Regions from separate parts of the Ovis aries genome. Here region 1 is linked to region 2. Evidence: chromatin contacts called from public Hi-C data. All regions are on one chromosome and are shown on one strand. The core of a region is the stretch at or near the end of the contact, and the rest is flanking DNA. Distances in the headings are between cores, read along the strand shown. Region 1 overlaps FTO (FTO alpha-ketoglutarate dependent dioxygenase). Region 2 overlaps FTO (FTO alpha-ketoglutarate dependent dioxygenase).

Region 1 (4,038 bases), core at 1,421-3,920, 110 kb after region 2:
AGAAGGGAAAGGCTACCCACTCCAGTATTCTGGCTTGGAGAATTCCATGCACTGTATAGTCCATAGGGTTGAAAAGAGTTGGACATGAAACTGAGCAACTTTCACTTCTCACTTTTCCTATGTGCAAGGCACCATGTTAGACATATGTTGGGAAGCGACCATGAGAAGCATGCAGCAATAATTCCTAAACTTCATCTGCATTTTTATAGGCACCAGGCACTCTTCTAAGAGTTTTCCCTATATTAACTTTTAAAGTTAAACCGTTAAAGTTCTTATGACAGTCTGGTGAGGTGCAGAAACTGTTAATTTATAGATGTGAAAACCAAGGCCTAGCGAAATGAAGTGCCTCGCCCAAGGTCATGGAGTAAGTGGCAGAGGGAGATTGAATCCCAGGCCGCCTGGCTCTTGTGCCCTTAACCACTGCATTCAGTTTAACAAGGGGAGAAGTGTGAATATAGCCAGGTGTTACATTAACTCAAATGAAATCCTGTAATGGAGATTTAAAGAAAAAAAAATCACTATGCAGAGGCAAGAGTATTAAATTCAGAGCACTGGAGCTGGGACAGTTGTGAACAACAGATGTGGCTTTTGGGGACCTTGGGTGGGGAGAAGGAGGGTTGGTTGCATAAGGCATTCTGAGAGAAGCGTTAGGTCCCAGTTACTGTAAAAACAAGATCACAAAGGGGGAAGTACAGTGTGACCAGAGCATGGAATTCAGGGCATGTGTCGTAGGAACTCTCACTGGAAGGTATGTTGAGGCCATTTGGGTTAAGTCTAAATTTAAATAGTAGTAATAATGCCAGTGGGGCTTCCCAGGTGGCTTAGTGGTAAAGAATCCACCCACTGAGGCAGGAGATACGGGTTTGATCCCTGGGTTGGGAAGGGCCCCTGGAGAAGGAAATGGCAACCCGCTCCAGTGTTATTGCCTGAAACATTTCATGGACGTAGGAGCCTGGTGGGCTTCAGTCCAAGGGCTTGCAGAGTCAGGCACAACTTAGTGACTGAGCATGCATGCACACACATGATACTTACTAAGTTCCATACACTATTCTAAATATTACATATAGAATTTAATTTCTATGATAATTTCATAAAGGAGATATTTTTCTCCCATTTTACACAGAGAGTTTTGTGTTGTATTGTGTGTTAGTCACTTAGTTGTGTCCGACTCTTTGCAACCCCACAGACTCCTCTGTCCATGGTGATTCTCCAGGCAAGCATACTGGCCTGGGTAGCCTATCCCTTCTCCAGGGGATCTTCCTGACCCAGGGATCCAACTGGGGTCTCCTGCATTGCAGGCAGATTCTGTACCATCTGAGCCACCAGGGAAACCCAAGGAGTCTGAACCATAAAAGGTTTCCCTAACTTCCTCAAGGTCATACAGCTAAGTCAGGGAACTGGAGTTAGAACTCAGGAAGACCGGCTCTAGGGTCATGCCCTGCACCACCTCACTGTTCTACCTCCAGATCATCAAGTTTGGAATGTAGTGGAAAAGTGATAAAAGCCTGCTAAACTCTTGAGAGAATACTGCTGCACAGACTTTATGAGATGTGCTAGAAACAGTGAACCAGTTTGCAAAAATGAGTAGTTCTTGCTAATCCCTATTTTATAATAATGAAAATACCAAGTCACAACCATGATGGCACCCCAGTTTGAAAGTCTGAGTCATAATCCAGAAGTCCCGGCTATCCAGCCTTTTCCTTAAATCTCTAAATCACACCTTTTCATGGATGTACGTTTAGGGGAGGAATGCTGTAATCCTTTTAGTGTACTAACAGTATCACAAAAATTGATTTCTCCAAAGACATGAGTCAGTTCAAAATGGAGCATTGTGCAACTGGATTGGAGGTGATGAAAATTTCGTGCCGAAATTTCCTGTTATTTCTCTTCCTAAAATTAGGCTGTGCAGAGTATGCTCCGGTTTTTTTCTGGGATGTATATATAAGGGCAGCTTCATTTTGAGAGAATTTCTTTTTCACTGTGTGATTCTGGTTTTATCTATTTATCTACATGAGTTAGAAACTTCCCTGGTGGCTCAGCGGTAAAGAATCCACCTGCAAGTCAGGAGCTGCTGGAGATGTGGGTTTGATCCCTGGGTTGAGAAGATCCCCTGGAGGGGAGCATGGTGACCCACTCCAGTATTCTTGCCTGGAGAATCCCCATGGACAGAGGAGCCTGGCGGGCTACAGTCCATGGGGTCACAGAGTTGGATATGACTGAAGCAACTTAGCACGCATGTATGAGTTAGAACTTCTTTACTTGCTAAACCTTGATCTTAAGGTATAGGTTTAACTTTGGGACTGTAACTTAACAGTTCTTTGAATTAGAGTTGGCAAACTGTAACAATTAAACAATTAGAATTGGTGAAATAAGAAAGAAACTCATAATATTTTAAAAATATATTTTTGAATTGCTTTTGTTCAAGGGCTTCTTTTTTTTCAGAGTGGAATCTTTGGTTTTGTGAGCTTACCAGTGATGTTTATTACGAATTCACTTAAACTATTTGGTTATATATATATATTTAATTTGGTGGTGCCTAGCACATTAGGTAAACTATCTGTTCTTCATAACTCTTGTGCAAAAATACTAAAAAGAAGAACAGTCTTGGGAATAGGCCAGAGCCAGTTTCCTTGCAGTTGGTGTGGTGTTACTGAGTGTTCTGAGTGAAATCAATGGGCTCTGTGTCTCAGCAAGCCTAAGGATGATGGTTATCAGCAGAATGAAGGTTTGGGCCAAGATAAAAGGAATGACACTTCTAAATTAAATTTAAGCATTGCTTCAAGCCTTTTTGTAATGACTTGTAACAGATTCATAATAATGTACTTTTGCTATTGGAAGAGATGAGAATGATCATTGGGAAAGTCTATGATTCTGTGACTGGCAGTGCCGTGCCATCCGATAGTTGTGTGGGGATGGAACTGGCACTGGCTGGTTACGTTCCTAGTTTGTACCAGCCTGCCTCCGATTTTTTCATTTGTGAGCAGTAGGGGGCAATGTTGAGCTACCAGTTTGAGGCCCCCGGATGCTAACTAAGCCTTTCAAGAAAATGCAGACAAATGTACCATTAACTGTCCAGAATTATCCCTGTTGCTTCAAGTTAGCTGTAATCTCCAAGATTCCATAACACAGGAAATCAGTTGTGGGTTAACAAATTCAACAGCAATTTAACTTAAAAAGTGCAGTGTTTGGTGCACATTTGGATTCTATAGAATTAGGCTAATCCAAACAGCCTTTCTGAATGCACTCACCTGGCTTCCGGGGAATACACGACTCAGCAGGATGGTCCTTTTAGACAAATGCTTCTTCTTTATCATTATGCTTTTCTGCATCTGTTGCGTATGTGTTGTGGAAAGATTTCTCTAATTAATGCACTTTGTCTGTTGTGAAACATAGCTTCGATCTCCTTTGGCGAGAAAATAAAACAAAAAAACCTCAGGCAATATGTACATTACTTTTCACCTTTTGCTTGTGATTAAAGCAACCTTTGACAGCCCTCGTACTGGGGAAGAGACTTGTGTTGTAACTCCTCTCTGTCTTTGTGTTTATTGTTTTTTTTTTTTTTTCTCCCTTTGTGGTTGGAAGGTATAGTCTCAGGTAGGATCTAAAAGAAGAACGGAAAATGAGCTTTGAAATCACATTTCTTCCATTAATGGTAATTGCTTCGCATGTCATAACCAGTCACATATTTTAAAAAGTTTAGTCAGTTATATCTAAGACTCCCCTAGCCTCCATCGCCCATCCCCTGTTCCAGCAAGCACCTTTTTTTAAATCACACTGTTTATTTTTGCCATTTTTTCCCCTGAGGACAGTTCTTCTCTGGGCATGTTTTTGTGATGTAAATGTTAAACCTTATATTTGAATAACATTCTGATAAAATATCACATTTCCTCTGAATATTACCTCATGAACTTATGAGCCATTAAGCCCAAAAGCACCAGAACCCTTTCTTATAATCCAGGAACTTAGCCTAGTTGTTCCTCTCAATTCTGCTCTTCAGGAAGGTATGATGACACTCTAACACTATTCAAATATTTGTAT
Region 2 (3,947 bases), core at 562-3,061:
CTCTGTAGATTACTTATAATACCATATACAGGGTAAATGCTATGTAAATACTTGTTAAGTGAGTGAGTGAAAGTCGCTTAGTCGTGTCTGACTCTTTGTGATGCGTGGACTATACAGTCCATGGAATTCTCCAGGCCAGAATACTGGAGTGAGTAGCTGTTTCCTTCTCCAGGGGATTTTTCCAGCTCAGGGATCGAACCTAGGTCTCCCACATTGCAGGAGGATTCTTTACCAGCTGAGCCACCAGGGAAGCCCTTGGTATGTGGTAAATACAAATTTTGCTTTTTGGAACTATCTGGAATTTTTCCCCCCCGAGTTTTTTTGATCTGTGATTGGTTGAATCCACAGATGCAGAACTCATAGATATAGAGGGCTGACTCAACTACTAAAAGTTATTGAGGACTCCCAGAAGCTTCTGTATATATTGATATTATGTTAGGAATTGAGAAATTTAGAAATTTCTCTAAAATTGAGAAATTTAGAAATAGTCACTAATTTTTGAAAAGATGTTTGCCAAATTGCAAAGTCTGACTAACCACGTTTTGTGTGTCAGACATTTTCTCAAGTAAAAATGGTGTTCTGTGAAAAAATTGGCTAGTTTAGTCCACAACTCAAATAATCACACAAGGACTTTTCTTTGAAACAGCCATCTCACTTTGAAGTGCTTTAGGTAAACGTCCCATTTTGACACACAGAATACTAAGAAGGCAACTTACTTACTTTACTTACTTTTGAGATTTAATAAAGTTAATCATTTTTACTGCTTTATCAGGGGCATTCTCAAGTGAAACGAACTTCTTTCTTTTCTTTTTCCTGGACTGCATGATTTAAAGAACACAGTGACTGATGGTGCAGTTTTGTGCTTTTGGCTTGATTTGTGCCAAGGCACCTGAAACATCACCCACCATTCTTTTGAACCATTGGTGCAAATGTCAACACAGTGAAAAAAGCAAATGATAGTATTATAAAAATAGTATTGATCTTACAGATCTTTTGTTGAACCGTTGTGCCAGAGCAATTAGGAAGACTGGAATGGTTAAAAATTCAAAGAATGGAATAAGAGTTTTAGGATTTTTAACTTCAAGGCTGATTTCTTCTTCACTCTGGAGCTTTGCCTGAGTGAGGCAAGGCAGAGGAGAAAATTTCTCTCCTCTTCTGTGCTTGCTCTCGGCTGAGGGTTTCATTCCTTGGGCTTGAGCTTTTTGAGTTTAGGAAGCGCAGGGAGATTCTCTATTTTTGATAATTATTAGTATTTACCTTAGGTCATTTGATGGTGGTTTTTGTTATTAGAAAATAATACATAAGTGCTATTTTTGAGACGAGTTCACCATAGGCCTGCCTGTTTGGGACATTTTTGAAGGATTCTCTAAAAATAATGTATTTTGGACAACATGTGAAAATTATTTCAGTAGTTGGCCTCATTGACAAGCTTCTGATTGTTTTATTGGTTAGCTTGTTTGCTTCTTTCTTTTTTCTTATACTTGGAAGGTAATCTTTCTGTTTCTTGAATTGCTATCAGGCTCTGAGATCTCCCAAGTAGTATCATCCCATCGCTGGGGTGAATATAACCTACGCTTGAGACAGCAATGAACCGATCCTGTAAGAGAAGAATCCCAATTTTCCAGTTTCTTTTTTTTTTTTTTTAACTTCTTGGGTGGTTGGGGCACATTATTGAGACAATTATTACATTTACTCAAGAGTTTGTCTTTTCTATTAAAAAAAATTCCATCTAAGTGCCTCACGGTGAAGAGGAGGAGATTGTGTAACTGGAGTCTCCTCTTAACTGGTCTTTATTGTTGAAGAAGACTGGCCCCTTTGTGTCTCAGCTTGGCACACAGGAACGGTTTTAATTTAACAGTCCAGCTCCTTTAATAGATCAATTCTCCATTGTGTTTTGAACTTGTTGCATTCCCAGGGTACTCTCCGAGCTATGGGCTACTTTGGAGAAATTGGGGTGGGGGTGGTGGTGTCAGGGAGGTTTAATGTGGGGTAAGATTTATGGTTTAAGCCTAAGCCTCCTTCCTTACTGTTAGACTGGGAAGGTAATTAGCATATGTAAATAGCTGCTGTGTGTCAGATACTCTAGTAGCTGTTCTGTTCGTCCTCATCTAATCCTCATGGCATGTCTCTGAAACATCCGGAGCCTGTGCGCTTTCTCTCACCTCTGTTACTTCAAGTCAACATTTATCTCTCTTTTTTTTAAAAAAATTATTTATTTATTTGGTTGTACTGGGTCTTAGTTGCAGCATATGGGATCCAGTTCCCTGACCAGTGATCAAACCTGGGCCCCTTGCATTGGGAGCGTGGAGTCTTAGTCACTGGACCACCAGGGAAGTCCCCATCATTTCTCTCTTGATTGGACTTGCTTACCCCCAAATTGGTCTCCCCACTTAAACTTAAAAAAGTTTATTTTAATTTCTTTGGCTGCGTTGGGTCTTAGTTGTGGCATGCAAGATCTTCTGTTGCGCCTCCCAGGCTCTTTGTTGCTGTGTACGGGCTTCTCTCTAGTCGTCGCGTGCAGGCTCCAAAGCAGGCAGTAGTAGTTGCATTGCACGGGCTTAGTTGCCCTGATTCTAGTAACCAACACCCCGCCTGCCCCCCAGCCCGGGGATTGGACTCACTTCCTCTGCATGGGAGGACAGACTTCTTAAACCCCCTGGACCACCAGGGAAGCCCCTCTTCACTTCAACTTTGCCCAGCCCTCTCCTTATCATAGTCCATTTCCCACACGTCAGTTGGACTCAGACTTTAAAAATGTACATCGAGTTGTGTCCCCTCCCTACTTAAAGCCCCTCCGTGACTGCTTGGCACACAGTGAAATCCTGTGTTCTGGCTGACCACGCCCCACGTGACTGGGCTTCTGCCCACTCCCTAGACTTGTCCACTGTGCTCAGACCTGCTGGGCTTCTTTCTGTTCCAGGCTGGTCTTCCTCAGGGCATTTGTACCAGCTGTTCTTCCTGCCTAGAACGCTCCCTTTAGGTCTTTACTCTGAGCCTGGCCGCTGCTTCTTGTGATTTGTATCTTACCTGAAATGACACCTGCTCCGTGTAGCCTCTCCGGCCAGCCAAGCTGCAACAGTCTTCCTCTGTTTGTGTCACTCCTTTTATTTGTGTTAATTTACCTGGTGCAGGTGATGAGTGAGGTTCTTCTGTCAGATGGTCTGGGTTTCTGTCTTGGTCGGCCCTGCCACTTACCGGCTGTGTGACTTTGGGCCAGTTACTTAACCCTTCGGGCCTTTAGTTTTCTCCTCCAGAAAATGGATGTCATAATTTTATGTTGCTCCATTATGAGAATACAATAAGTCAAGACTTATAATAGTTTCTGACACATTGTATACATTCAAGAACCATTGTTGTTGTTCAGTTGCTAAATTGTGTCTGACTCTTTGTGACCCCGTGGACTGCAGCACTCCAGGCTTCCGTGTCCTTCACTGTATATCCCAGAGCTTGCACAAACTCATGTCCATTGAGTCAGGGATGCCATCCAACCATCTTATCCTCTGTGCCCGCTTCTCCTCTTTTTTTTTTAAATTAATTTATTTTTTAATTGAACGATAATTACTTTACAGAATTTTGTTGTTTTCTGTCAAACATCAACATGAATCAGCCATAGCCCTCTTCTCCTGTTGCCATCAACCTTTCCCAGCATCAAGGTCTTTTCCAATGAGTTGGCTTTTCGCATCACGTGGCCAAAGAAAACCCCATGAACACAATGAAAAGGCAAGAGCCATTCGCTCTTATTTTATTGATGTGATCTCTTGTTGCCGTTGTTTAGTCACTGCCATGTCCAACTCTTTGCCACCCCGTGGACTGGAGCCAGACAGGCTTCTCTGTCCATGGGATTTCCCAGGCAAGAATACTAACGGGAGTTGCCATTTCTTTCCCTGGGGGATCTTCCTGACCCAGGGATTGAACCCGTGTCTCCTGTGCCTTCTGCATTGGCGGGC

What was found. Hi-C and Micro-C count contacts between places; a contact is called where the count stands out from the background.
Region 1: a Hi-C map of hypothalamus shows a contact between it and region 2, with 2.9 times the contacts expected there. The contact joins two enhancer-like sites. A contact is called at or near these places in 3 of 16 Hi-C or Micro-C datasets (hypothalamus, liver and skin fibroblasts).

Annotation. Positions count from the first base shown.
Region 1 is chr14:21,725,946-21,729,983 of ARS-UI_Ramb_v3.0, forward strand. All of the region lies in intron 7 of FTO (FTO alpha-ketoglutarate dependent dioxygenase), which reads left to right. Among named protein-coding and RNA genes, the nearest start is that of TRNAG-UCC, 94 kb to the left of the region's middle. Within about 2 kb of position 2,671, at least 8 of the 54 cell types and tissues checked have an H3K27ac peak or open chromatin away from gene starts, as enhancers often do. A contact at or near this core is called in hypothalamus, where this site is marked.
Region 2 is chr14:21,614,435-21,618,381 of ARS-UI_Ramb_v3.0, forward strand. The region is part of intron 1 of FTO (FTO alpha-ketoglutarate dependent dioxygenase); the gene reads left to right. Among named protein-coding and RNA genes, the nearest start is that of TRNAG-UCC, 18 kb to the right of the region's middle. Within about 2 kb of position 1,812, at least 12 of the 54 cell types and tissues checked have an H3K27ac peak or open chromatin away from gene starts, as enhancers often do. A contact at or near this core is called in hypothalamus, where this site is marked.